2 separate regions of the Danio rerio genome follow, and region 2 is linked to region 1. Evidence: chromatin contacts called from public Micro-C data. All regions are on one chromosome and are shown on one strand. Each heading gives the region's core, a stretch centred on a gene start, on an enhancer-like site or on the middle of the called end of the contact. The rest is flanking DNA. Distances are from core to core; before and after follow the strand shown.

Region 1 (6,861 bases), core at 832-3,331:
GGATTTGGGGGCCCTAAGCAATTCCAGCCATGGGCCATTGGAACCAACAGTTCCCATACATGTTCCCTTCGTTCGTTCGTTCGTTCTATCCATCCATCTCTTATCTTACTTATTGGTTTCATCCGCCTCTGCTTTGGGTCAAACATGGATTTGGATGTTTATATGATGAATTTAGACACATTTAAAGACATCTGTTGGAGCACACTAGCTTATAGATATCTTTAAGACTAACAGACTGATACTGACACCTAAAAACACTTCATTTTAATATCACAGGCCCTTACATTTCAATTTTTAACCTTATGGTTGGGTTTGTCCATATTTGACCCATCTTTTGGGTTAGGACAAGCCTTTGACTTTCATGTAGTGTAGATTAAATTGCAGAAAAAAGAACTCAAAGCATGTTCGCTCAATTAACTTAAGCAATCAGATGAATGGGAAATCTAGAAGTTTACCATAAAGATTCAACGTATATCAAGCTAATCTGAAATAAATGTTGGGTTGTTTTAACTTAAATTTGGAGTTAATATTTTCAATAATAATTAAATGATTATTTTTAACCCAGTGGTTGGGTTTAGCCATAATTGACCCAATTCTTGGGTTCAGCCGTATTTGAATGGTTGGGTTTCAATCGTAATTGACCCAAGATTGGGTTACGATAAGATCTCTCAACTTTTAAGACAGAAGCGCACTCCCTGAATTGACTGAGTTCTGATTGACTTGAGAATAAACAAATATTTGTTTTAATTTGAATTAAAACAAAAACGTTTTTATTATGAAATTATAAAATAAAATGGCTCTGGCAGAAGTTTATAATGAAGATTCAATGTCTAGCAGAGAAAAGTCTAAATAAATAAATAAATAAATAAATTGGGCAGTAATTACCAAAGTTTGGTTAAAATGTTCAGTTTTTAACCCAATTGAGTTGATCACATTTGACCCAACTTCAGGTTACAACAACCTTTTGAATTTTCAGAGTGTAGAATATTTTGCTAAAGTCGAACTGAAAACTCACAACTTGAAGTGAAAAGAATTTGGATTATTTATAAATTGATTAAAAACTAAAGCTCATTTCTATTAAAAGTCAGAACATTAAACAACTCTATCAAGAGTTTACAATACAGATGCAATATATATTTGCTAAACTCTATAAAAAATTTTGTTGTTATAACCTAACATTGGGCTGACAGTTTTAATCAAAATTAAATGAAACTTTCCATATTTGACCCAACTTTGGCTTAGGACATGCCCTCTCAACTTTTAAATTGCTAAAGGAGAACTGAAAGAATAAATACTGAATTTTCTCGAATGAATTGAATTTGGACTGATTTCAGATGGAATTAAAACAAAAAGTCGTTTCAACAAAATTATGAAATTCATCATCTCTGGGAAGTTTACAATAAATATTCAAGCTAAATTCTAAAAAGAAAAGGTTGTTGCAAAGTTGTCTTGGTAAAATCTAAATTAAATGACTCCTTTAACCCAATGTTTGGGTTCGTCCATATTTGATCCAACTTTTAGTTACGACAAACTCTCAGTTTATTAGAGTAGATCAAAGAGCTGAAGCAGAACTGAAAGCAGTGAAGTGACTTCGAATTGATTTGAGTTTGAATTAAAACAAACACGACACGAAAACAAAAAACAACATAAAACAATAACACGAAACAAGAGCTTACAATAACAATACAATCTAACGTGTTTGTCGTATCCTGTAACGTTAATTAACACACAGAGTGTACTTTGACGCGCGTTAAATGAATCAAACTTACTTAAAATAACATTAGCGGGTGATTCTGGAGCCAAACACACACACTTACCGAGCCCGATAAACAGGAGCACAGCTCGCAGGAGTGCTTCATCCATGTCGTGATTTTCCCACGGGACGCTTTTGTGTTTCAGACCGGGAGCGGGAGCGTGAAATCCTCCGCTGAGCGCGGAAACCGGAGCCCGTCGGTGCTAAAGCTGAATGAAGTTTGGAGATCCGCGTTTAGTCCTTCAGTGTGTGTGTGAATGGCGGAGGATCTGCGCCTGCTGCCTCAAAAACTCACACACACTCGCTCACAAGGCTGGACTGGACTGGCATAGTCGTGTCCGGAAGTGTGTGTGTGTGTGTAGCTTGTATTCCTTATCAAATGTCCCCACAAGTATAGCAAAACCAGATAATTTAACCTTGTGAGGAAAATTGTTGTTCTCCATGAGGAAAAGGGCTTATAAATCAGACAGAACTAACTACTATGAAGGTGTAAAAGTTCAGATTATTTGCGGTGAGGGTTGAGTTTATGGGAGAGGAAATAACATATAGCCTATACAGTCTGTGCAATACAACAACCATTACGTCTATGGAAAGTCCCCATAAGGAAAGCTATACAAGTGTGTGTGTGTGTGCCTTGTATTTCTTACATCCTGGTAACCAAATGTCCCCATAAGTATAGCAAAACCAGTAAATTTGACCTTGTGGGTAAGCTTGTTGCTCTCTGTGAGGAAAACGTCTGTTATTGCGTGTATAGGAAGTCCCTATAAGGATAGTTGTGTTCTAATATCTATGTATGTGTGTTCTGTGATATCTACACAGTGTGTGTTCGCTGTTGGATGAGGGCGGGACGCGGCCCTGCTGCTCGCCGCAGGTGAAGAACCGGCTCCGGTACCGATTAGCGCAGAGTCGTGACGGTGCAGCAGTGAAACTCCAGCGCTAATTATCTCCCAGAATAACTGCAGCAGTCCGGAGAGACCCGAACACACACACACACACACACACACACACACACACACACACACGCACACACATTCCTATCCGCACATGCTCCCAGAACGGCGCAGAATTAATCATTTATGGCCAAAAAAATCGTCCTCATTAGCCTATCTGTCCTTTCATCTTTAGAGGAAGTCATTGTAGGATAGCTGCTAACACACACAAACACACACACTGAGACTGACACAAACACACATATAAATATACAAACGCGCACACAAACATGCATACACACATAATGACACACATTCATACTGACACATAAACAAACATGCATACACATATTAACACACATGCACAAACAAACATGACACACAAACACACATACAAATATACTGACATACACATTCTGACATAAACACTCAGGCACACCCACCCACCTGCACACACACAAATACACAAATACTGACACACACATACATACTGACACACATGCATAAACACAGACACACACAGACTGACACACACACAAACACGCATACAAACATACACCAATACACAATCGCACTGTCATACACAAACACACACTTACACGTGCATACACACACAAACAAACATACATATATATCGACACACACTCTGACATACACAAACAGACACACCCACCCACCTGCACACACACACAAATGCTGACTCACGCATACAAACACACACAGACAAATACACAATCATACAGACATGCACAAACACACTTACTAACACACGTACACAAATACACAAGCATGCAGACACACACTAACATACAGAGAGAACCAAATGGGGACATTAGGGGAACTGTACTGTATCTGCTGGAGTAACAGTGCTGGAGTGATATTGAACACCGGCTACTCTCTGTTCCCTTTGTTCCTGTACTGCAGCTTGTGTTTATAGTGAGCAGGTACTTTTCTCATAGTGACTCATCTGCATCACCTGACTTTTCAATTCCTCAGTGTGTGTGTGTGTGTGTGTGTGTGTCAGTATGTGTGGTATTTTCCAGAACCTTCCCTCTCTCTTCTCCTGTGCGGTGGAATATACAGATTTTTACCAAGGTGGCACGGTGGCTCAGTGGTTAGCATGTGTCCTCACAGCAAGAAGTTCATTGGTTCTAGCCTTGGCTGGGTCACTTGGTGTTTCTGTGTGGAGTTTGCATGTTCTCCCCAAGTTGGCGTGAGTTTCCTCTGGTTTCCCCCACAGTCCAAACACATGTGCTATAGGGGAACTGATCAACTACACTGGCCGTAGTGTATGAGTGTGTGTGTGCGTGTGTGTGTTTGTGTGTGTGGGGGTGTTTCCCAGCACTGGGTTACAGCTGGAGAGCATCCACTGCATAAAACAACATGTTTGTTTGTGTCAGTGTGATTGAACAAGCGCGTGTGTGTGTGTGTGTGTGTGTGTGTGCAGAGGTCGGGTGGTGACCTGGCTGTTGGATAGGGGTCAAAGGTCGCTGTTTACCTTTGTGTTAAGCACACTGAGCAACATTTGTGTTCAAGTCACTGCATGAGTGACTATTAATACTCGTTACAGCAGAGCATATGGTGGAAACTGAGTCACACTGCAGAGACCGACTGCGACACACGCACACACAAACACACACGCACATGCACACACACACACACACACACATATGCATCCGTGTACACACACAAATTAAGACACAAACACGCAAACACACACACACACAAATATATACATATACACAGATACACATTTACATGAATATACACTCAATTACAGAAAACACACACACACATACATAGACGCATATAAAAAGTGCACACTTACATTACACACAAATATACAATAAACACATACACACACTCACATGCAAACACACACACGTACACTACACAAACATGCATGAACACATACACACACATGCACACACACACACACACACACACACACACACACACACACGTTAAGATACAGTTAAACTCCTCCAGCTGTGCTGTATTGTGATCAACTCCTCCCAGTATAAGTACTTCAAGAACAAACACGACACACCCTGCAGACGTGCCTACACAACAATACAGGTGTGTGTGTGTGTGTGTGTGTGTGTGTTTGTGCGCGTGTGTGACTCTCTGTGGATATATTACAGCTCATTACCATATGCAAACAGTGACGTGACAGTGGGCTGTCAGATAAACTCATCATGCTGTCAAATATTCACATTCATTTCAGAAATTATTCATTAAAACTAGTGCCATACAGCGAAAATAAATATACCATACCAGGAATAATAAGAGTGCAGCACATATGAGTATACAGCAGGCCAGTCACACAATGCCTTCATTATCATCACCTTTAGTTTTATTATTTCTAGGATTATTATTACTGCTGTTTGTGCTGTTTGTGATCATTATTATGGTGATGATGTTCTCATGAATATCTCAAACAATCAGAGCAAAGCACAGACTGTCCATCGCACATGGGCTCATTAATATGCACACCCACGCTGCGTTTGATTGGCTACGACATTTCCTAGTGAGATTATGACTGTGATTGTTTTTCCTTCTTATTTCTAAGTTTAACTGTGTATTAAACTTACTATGCATGCGGGACTTTTATTTTGAAAACACGAGAGGCTCGACAAACACTAACAGAGCTGTGTGTATCATCGGTTTACAGCTCATCAGAATGCAAAATGTAGAATATGCATATTATAAATTAATTCAGAGGTTTAAAGTCTGGGCGTGTGGGTAACACAATCACCTCACAGCAAGAAGTTCTCTGGTTCAAGCCCCGGCTGGGTCAGTTGGTGTTTCTGTGTGGAGTTTGCATGTTCTCCCTGCGCTTGCATGCGTTTCCTCTGGTGCTCCGTTTCCTGTCCAAGCACATGCTCTATAGGGGAACTGATGAACTACATTGGCTGTAGTGTATGAGTGTGTGTGAATGAATGTGAATGGGAGTTTCCCTGTACTGGTATGCAGCTGGAAGGGTATCCGCTGTCCAAACATATGCTGGATAAGTTGTCGGTTCGACCTCTGATTAATAATGGGTCTAAGCTGAAAAGAAAGCGAATGAATGGTATAAGGTCCGTGTTATTGTGTCCTTTGTTCTGTCACATGTTTGTAATGAAGCAACAAACACAAGTAAACAGCTCAGTGTTTAATTCACTGAAAGAACAGTAATACATTTTAATAAACATATCTGTTTGAGGTTGATATTAAATCCTGCCTTTGCTTTCATTTGTGTTATACCCAAAGCAGAGCTCATTAATATTCATGACCCTTCCAAATATGGTCAAACCTGAGCTTTTTCATTCTAGCTGTAATTGCTCCTGGGGTTTTTCCTGAGCATTAACGACCATTTCTTAGAACTTTTTATATATTTAACTTATCTAAACCTTCTACTGTGTAGATATCAGAGAACTCATTGAATAAATGCATCGTATGTCACCTTAATAGTTTACGCTAAATGTTTTTATTATGTCACCTAATCTCCGAAAACCAGTGGTGTACTGGGACACAGCATTTTCACCTGGGAGAAGTTAGTATTACTCAAGCAGCATCTGATGCAATCAAGAAAGTGAAGACTGGGGTTGGGTGGGGGGAGGGGTTGAGGGGGTGGTAGTGATAATCGGTAAGTGAAGAGCGGGGAGGAGGGGAGGGACATTGGTAGTTAAAGAGCATGGAGGGGGGGTTAATCGGGGGTTTGCAAATGGTAAGTGAAGGGGGCTTGGTGGTCCATCGGTAGGTGAAAGGGGGTGGGGGGTGGCTATGGGAGTTAGGGTGGCAGGCCAGATTGACCATCAGGCCACTGGGAAATGTGCCTGTGCTCCCTATAGCCCGTCCGCCTCTGTCCCAAACGCTCAAAGAGCAGAACCACACACCAAATCTGCAAAAACAACATGCTATCACTCACAGCCTTTGCCTTTTAATTATTATTTTTAATTTCCTACACTGTAAAAATGATTGATCTATGATCATGCATGATCACACAGCATGCATTTTAGTTCATTGTAACTTATTGTAACCAAGTTAATTATATTCTAACTTAATTTTATAAGTCACGCAAGCTGATTTTAATCAGTTTAACATAAGTCAATTATATATATATAAGAAGTAAATGATCTACTTTTCACTTTAGAATGAAATTATTCTGCTTGTTTTAAGAAAAACCCTCTTCATTTT
Region 2 (6,861 bases), core at 2,520-5,019, 60 kb before region 1:
TCAATATTGTGCTTTATGAATGTCTACACCTAACCCTAAACCCAACCTCACAGTAACCTGATGTGTTTTATTAATGTCTACTCTCCACCTACACCACTTAAACCCAACCTACTTGTGGCTTAAGTCCCTCCCACTTGGAGGTCTCCGGGCTCCAGCGATACCTACTTGCAAAGAATCGCTTTGGTATGAATGCAGGAAACGTTAAGACTGTATTTGAAGGGGTGTTCATAAGACTGTCGTTAAACCTTTATAATCATGACCTGCAAGTTCATTAAGCACTATGTCGTGTCAGGTGTTGGTTTTGCGCATTCAGTCTGCTCAAAAAAACGCTTTGGCATGAATGCGAAAAAACGTTATGATAACACTGCACTTCAAGGGGTTCATAAGGCTGTCATTAAGCCTTTATAATCATGATTTGCAAGTTCATGAAGCACCATCTAGTGTCAGGTGGTGATTTTCCGCATTCAGTCTGCTCAAAAAATTGCTTTGGTATGAATGTGAAAAAAAAAACATTATGATAGCATTGTTAAGACTGTATTTAAAGGGGTGTTCATAAGACTGTCGTTAAACCTTTATAATCATGACTTACAAGTTCATATAGCACTATCTAGTGTCAGGTGTTGATTTTGCATGTTCAGTCTGCTCACAAAATCGCCTTGGTGTGAATGCAGAAAAACGTTATGCAACACTGCACTTCAAGGGTTCATACGACTGTCATTAAGCCTTTATAATCATGACTTGCAAGTTCATAAAGCACTATCTAGTGTCAGGTGGTGATTTTGCACGTTCAGTCTGCTCAAAAAATCGCTTTGGTATGAATGCGGAAAAACGTTACGATAGCATTGTATTTGAAGTGCTCGTAAGGCTGTCGTTAAGCCTTTATAATCATGACTTGCTAGTTCATTAAGCACCATCTAGTGTCAGGTGGTGATTTTGCACGTTCAGTCTGCTCAAAAAAACACTTTGGTATGAATGCGGAACAAACGTTACGATAGCATTGTTAAGACTCTATTTGAACTGTGTTCATAAGACTGTCGTTAAACCTTTATAATCATGAACTGCAAGTTCATGAAGCGCTATCTAGTGTCAGGTGGTGATGACTGTGGGGGAAACCGGAGCACCTTGAGGAAACCCACGTCAACACTGGGAGAACATGCAAACTCCACACAGAAACGCCAACTGACCCAACAAAGGCTTGAACCAGTGCTGTGAGGTGACAGTGCTAACCACTGTGCCACCGAACCACCCCAAGAGCACAACACAAGCAAATAAAAAAAATCACGTATCACATTTTTTTTAATAAAAAATAAATTAAACACTTTTTAAAGTGCATAAACTGACAAACAACTGTTGTTAAACACAATATGATTTCATTAACATGCATGTAAGGGAAATTAAGAATCAAATAAAACTGCATCAGTAGCCAAAGATAACCTGCATCAGCAGAGAGTGTAATGAGAAAATAGCAAACTGCCCTTCAGATGCTTTTTCTACTTTACAAATAAGAGTTTGTTGGCGGTTCATTCCCCTGTGGCGAACCCGGATTAATAAAGGGACTAAGCTGAAAATGAATGAATGAATTTGTATTGTTGGTCTTGTTTCTAGTCTAACATTCTTAAATCAAGAAGAGATTTTGTCTTGTTTCTTCTTGTTGTGAAATAAATTAATTGAAATTAAAGTATTTAACATAGAAGATTTTTTTAAAAAAACCTTTGTTTTTAATACTATGCATGTTTTGCTGATATTTGTCAGCTTTGTGATGGTTTGTGAGTATCATGTTTGATTTAAACTGCTCCGGTGTCCTGACATTCTTTCGTTCCCATCAGATGATGCTTCAACACTATTGGAATGGTTCTGTGGTTGGGGTTATGAATTAGGTAGGAAAGCTATATTACAGCTTCATATCACATTACTCCACGTTAACATACACTGATAGCCAAATCTGATGGGTACATACATTGTGTCATCCAAATGAGTTGCCTACTTTTTACATGGGAGGTAGGACAATCTGACATGTTTAAACAAATCGACACCGGTTTTGCATGAATGAATGGACAATCTTGCTGTGGGAGCCACTTTCACCACAAGAGGGCGACATCAATCCACACACACAATACAAATGCAAGATGAAGCAAAATCTGACAGAAGCATTTTTGTGAAAAGCAAATACGATTTCTAAATGCCTTCTCTGCACACTAAACTCAGCAGAGAGCATTTCAACAAAAATGTAAGCGGGGAAATGCAGAAAAGCTACAAAAATAACTTGTGCGACTGAAAATAATCTGCAGTTTCTTTCCAGCATATTAGTAAATATATAGTTATTACAACTTTATTTAGTTTTTTTCCCCACCATATAAGTGAATATAGATGTTGCAACTTTATTTAGGTGTGATAGTAATATATAGTAATACAAAAAATAGACTGAAATCATAAACCAAAAAAAGTAGCAGAAATTAGCACTCTTTAAATTAAAATTATCTCCCAAAAATCTAAAATGTCTTCAAATTGTATTCAAGTTTGTACTGTTTGGTGAAGCTTTAAATTACTGTACAGTATTAACCAACATAAAAATATACCATAGTAATATAGTAATATACCCAATACTGTAATGTTTTGGAGCCATACTGTAGTAGTATACAATCTGTTGTGGTGATTCTACAGTTGCTATGGTAACACAACAACTATAGAAATTAATCTGTTTTGGTCATTCCATAGTTACTAAGGCAATACTACATTTTACAGTATTTAATCTGTTGCGGTGATTCTACAGTTGCTATGGTAACACAACAACTATAGCAATTAATATGTTGTGGCGATTGTACAGTTGCTATGGTAACTCAGCAACTATAAAAATTCATTTGTTGCGGTCATTCCATGGTTACTATGGTAACAAAACAAATACAATCAATCTGTTGTTGTGATTCTACAGTTGCTATGGTAACAAAACTACAGCAATATAATCAAATGAGCCAATACTGTAGTTTAGATAAACTCTAGTGTATATTATACTACACTACACCACAGTTTACTGTAGTAAAAACTAAAGTATAGTACAGTGTTTATCAGTTCATTATAGTTAATATTACAGAGTGGTGGAGCATTCATTAATTAAGTGTACAACACACTTTACTGTAGCACAGTTTCAAAACACTATACGTTTTTATCATGTAATTAAACTTAATTAAATGCTATTTTTTGATGATCAGAAATAGAATAGTTCCCGTGAAATGCTTTGAAATGCACATTTTTTTATTAAATGTTTGACGTAATCTCCACTAAAACATGGAGAGGGTGGGGCATAGAGTAGCTCCTCCCCTTAAAAAAAAAAACAGTCTCACAGCTTTGCCAATGAGAGTGTTTGAGCTCAAGTGGATCAAATGAACAGCCAATGAGAAGAAGGGGGCAGGGCATGTCAGCCACTAGAGCGCATTTGATTGGTCAGAACATTTCATGACAAACTGAAGTGTCAACAAAATGTCATCACATACAAAGCACACATATAAAGGCAGATATATAATAAACCCTATTGAAGCTTTCCTGTATAACTTACACTAGACTATCTGCATCTTCAGGGTCTAGACTAGTGGTTAATAGTGTCAGACAGTCATGCAATGTGTTTATGCAATGAAATGCGTTTCCTCTGATTGCGCGGTCTGCTCAACACACTTGAGCAATAAAAAAAGCCACAAGCGCTGAATGAGGATTGTTGAGCAGATCTGCTCATCGTCTGATCTTCCTGTCTACCATGGAAATGACTATCAGCATGAGTCAGTGACCGCAGCTGCTGTGCTGTTACCCTTAAAGGCGCCTATTATGCAAAATTCAGTCAGCAGTGTGTCAATACATCCAGTATTCATTTTTTATAATAGACTTGATGAGTGAAACACTTTGATTGACATTCTCACTTTGTACGTGTCATCAGAGGGGGAAAGCTCCGCCCACTAGTGCCCATCTCTCCATCTCATTAGCATGTCCAGCAGGCCTGAGTGAGAAGCAGCCGTCTGTCCATTAGCCATTAGAGTGTTTGAGCTGCTGAAGATGATGTCAGCATAGACTAAGAGCATTATAGATGTGGAGCTTTAGATGAACAGCGACAGGAGCGACATAGACTGACAGAAGCATCAACACACACTCACACTGAAGCGCACACACACACCTGACCAGCACTCACAACACACACACTGCTGTTTTACATCCGTCTGTAGCTCCGCCCTCTTCTGAATAGAGCACAATCTCATTTGCATTTAAAGCGACAGTCACCAAAACACCCCAATTAGGATCAAAGCCTGAAAGGGTCAGTTTCAGAGAGCTGGAGAACACTACCTGTGTGATATTATCAACTCAAACACACACACACACACTCTAGACACAGCAGAGACGCAGCATGTAAAAAAGAGGCAGAATAGGTGAAGCTAGCGTAAAGAGAGACATGGACTATCAATTTCATTCACTTTAATGGAAAATAAAGCATCTGAATGAGTTTATAAACTGCAGAATCACATTCTGAATGTTATTATATGATACAGCTGTAAACAATCATTTAATCAAGCGCAAACATGTCTGTGGACAGCAGAGAGAAATAAAGTCAACTGACACTATCATTCATCAGTAAAATACATGCTTTAATAAGAGAGGAAATGCTTCTCATATGTCTGCCATCACTAATGCATTTCACCAACCCAAGCTCATTCTGGAAAGGTAGCCCTGCAGACGTTTCTGGAGACTGCCATTTATGTGGCCGGAGTTACGTATGGCTGCATTTCGGTATTTCAAGGGAAATAACTCTTACGCTCGCCGGTAGAGGGCTTACCTCCTCCGTGTGGAGGGCTTTTCCGCCGCATCCAGTTTGTCTGGTTAGCTTGTCGTGTTACGTCGGCTGAGCGGAGACCCGGAGAAGGAGGCGGCCGCGGCTTGTCAGGTAAGACAAAAAACAGAATCCAAAAAAAATAAAGTGAACAAGTTCATAACCAGAAGAGAATACTGTGAAATCCAAAAACAAGGTCAAAATTGGACGAGGGCTTTGCTTTTTCTGGGCGCCTTTTGTAAATCGTCGCTTGGGTTTAGGGAAGAAGGAGGAGGAGGGTGGCTGGGTCGCTCGATAGCGGCTTTTTAAGCGAAAACAGCGCGGGTGCAAATGACAACGATGATGGAAAACAAAAAACTGCACAAATATTTACCTCCCGTAAATATTACCTGTTTTGTTGTCTCCAGAAACGTCCACGGGGCTACGTTTCCAGGATGAGCCTGGGTTGCATTTCACACTTCACAATGTAGAAAAATAAGACATAAATCAAATAAAAAATAACAAGCTCATATGCGTAATGTATTTAGAGAGAAAGATTTAACACTGCAACACCACCTGTGTGCTATTTACAGCGAACTAATGTTTGCTTAGAGTATGAATCAGTGCCGACTCAGTCTCACAGCACTGTGTGCCTTTCTGATTCAGTGGCTAATTCATATTCATTTGTACAATATGCTTCTCCCCTTGGTCACGTGGGTTTCCCCAGGGTTCCTCGGTTTCCTATCACCGTCAAAAAACACAGCTTAAGTTAATTGACTAATCTAAATCAGCATCATAGACATGCTGCTAGTCAGTAGTCATCTCTTGAGAGCGATCACTTCATCAGTTCTCCAGATCTGCCTGAGCTCAAACTCCACTCTCGCCTTGCAAACAGGAGGGAGCCCAGGGCTCGAGGATCTCATGAGCTCAGGGCTCTCTCCCAGGACAGCATGCAAAACACGCTTTATAATCAATCATCAGCTGAGTGTGAACTCTTGAAACACAACTTTAAAAATTCAACTTTGGAAATGCAGAAGTTTCCATTTGGTGTGCAGTATAAAACTTAAACTCTCTCCTATCAGTCCTTCATACTCTCATCCAGCACCTCACGGTTTGTCACGGGGCATGAATGACATATTGCTGAATGAAGGTGAAACTGACGAACCACAGCTGAAGTAAAAAAATAATAATTCGAAACTGAGGACAGATTGGAGAACTTGGGGGATCATGAAAGAAACATGTAAGCAACTCATGTAAACACCTTAATCATATTATTGCCTTATTCAGATTAAGGTCAATAGTTTAATAACTGATGTTCTTGCAAACGTAGTCAGAGTCTTGTAGACACATTCAAAGTTGATAACTATTAGTAAAAATACTATCACAGTGCTGTGGCGGAGAGGCTAGGTGTGATTGTCTGCACATGAGCTGTCGCCCGGCACAGGGGAAAGAGGGTTGTTTTCAGCCCACAGACAGTCCTTCTTTTTCTTCAGCTCACAGTTCCTCTTGTGCTCGCGTCTCAACAACAATACAATGACCAGCACAAGAAAACAGATCAGAGGAACGGTGATTCCCATTGTTACTCCTAACGGGTCTGCTGACTGCTTTTCAGGATCATCTGAGAAAACAAATCACATGTTGGATCGTTACTTATTTAAGAAAAAGATTTGAAAAACAAAACACATTTATAGGGTCCTATCATACACCCAGCGCAATGAGGTGCAACATGTGTTTGACGCGATGTGTTGCTATATTCAGAGCAGTGGAACAGTATTTTTCATGTTTTGCGTCAATATGAGGGCTGATGGATGTGTTCAGTGGAGAGAGTTTCCACCGTTTCCTCACTCCACCAAAGTAAAGGAGTAAAGTAAAGGAGTAAAGTAAAGAGGCTGAATGGAGGAGGCTCGTTCTTTATCCTTTGCGCTGCAGATGCTCTGTTTAACTGTGTTCTCGCAAGTGAAGCGTTCAGTTTTTACACTTACAGAGTCGCCATGTAAATAATGCACCATGGAGCGATGCAACTGACTCTTAAAGGGAATGAGAGACTTGGTTTAATGCAGGTTATGCTCAAAACACAG

What was found. A called contact is a pair of places that touch in the nucleus more often than the background predicts.
Region 2: a Micro-C map of caudal fin shows a contact between it and region 1, with 5 times the contacts expected there. The contact joins the enhancer-like site here to the promoter of ptgfrna in region 1. A contact is called at or near these places in 4 of 18 Hi-C or Micro-C datasets (caudal fin, fibroblasts, hematopoietic stem cells and 1 more) and 1 of 4 datasets of contacts at active chromatin or transcription factors (caudal fin).

What each region holds. Positions count from the first base shown.
Region 1 is chr9:445,010-451,870 of GRCz12tu, reverse strand. ptgfrna (prostaglandin F2 receptor inhibitor a) reads right to left here and starts at 2,081. Exons shown (of 8, transcript XM_009304396.5): 1 at 1,818-2,081. The coding sequence starts at 1,863.
Region 2 is chr9:507,154-514,014 of GRCz12tu, reverse strand. cd101 (CD101 molecule) reads right to left here. Exons shown (of 11, transcript XM_003199164.7): 11 at 4,438-6,401. The coding sequence ends at 6,187. LOC100537317 reads left to right here. Exons shown (of 5, transcript XR_012385080.1): 4 at 1-617; 5 at 771-1,678. Among named protein-coding and RNA genes, the nearest start is that of sacs2, 10 kb to the left of the region's middle. Within about 2 kb of position 3,769, at least 9 of the 62 cell types and tissues checked have an H3K27ac peak or open chromatin away from gene starts, as enhancers often do. A contact at or near this core is called in caudal fin, where this site is marked.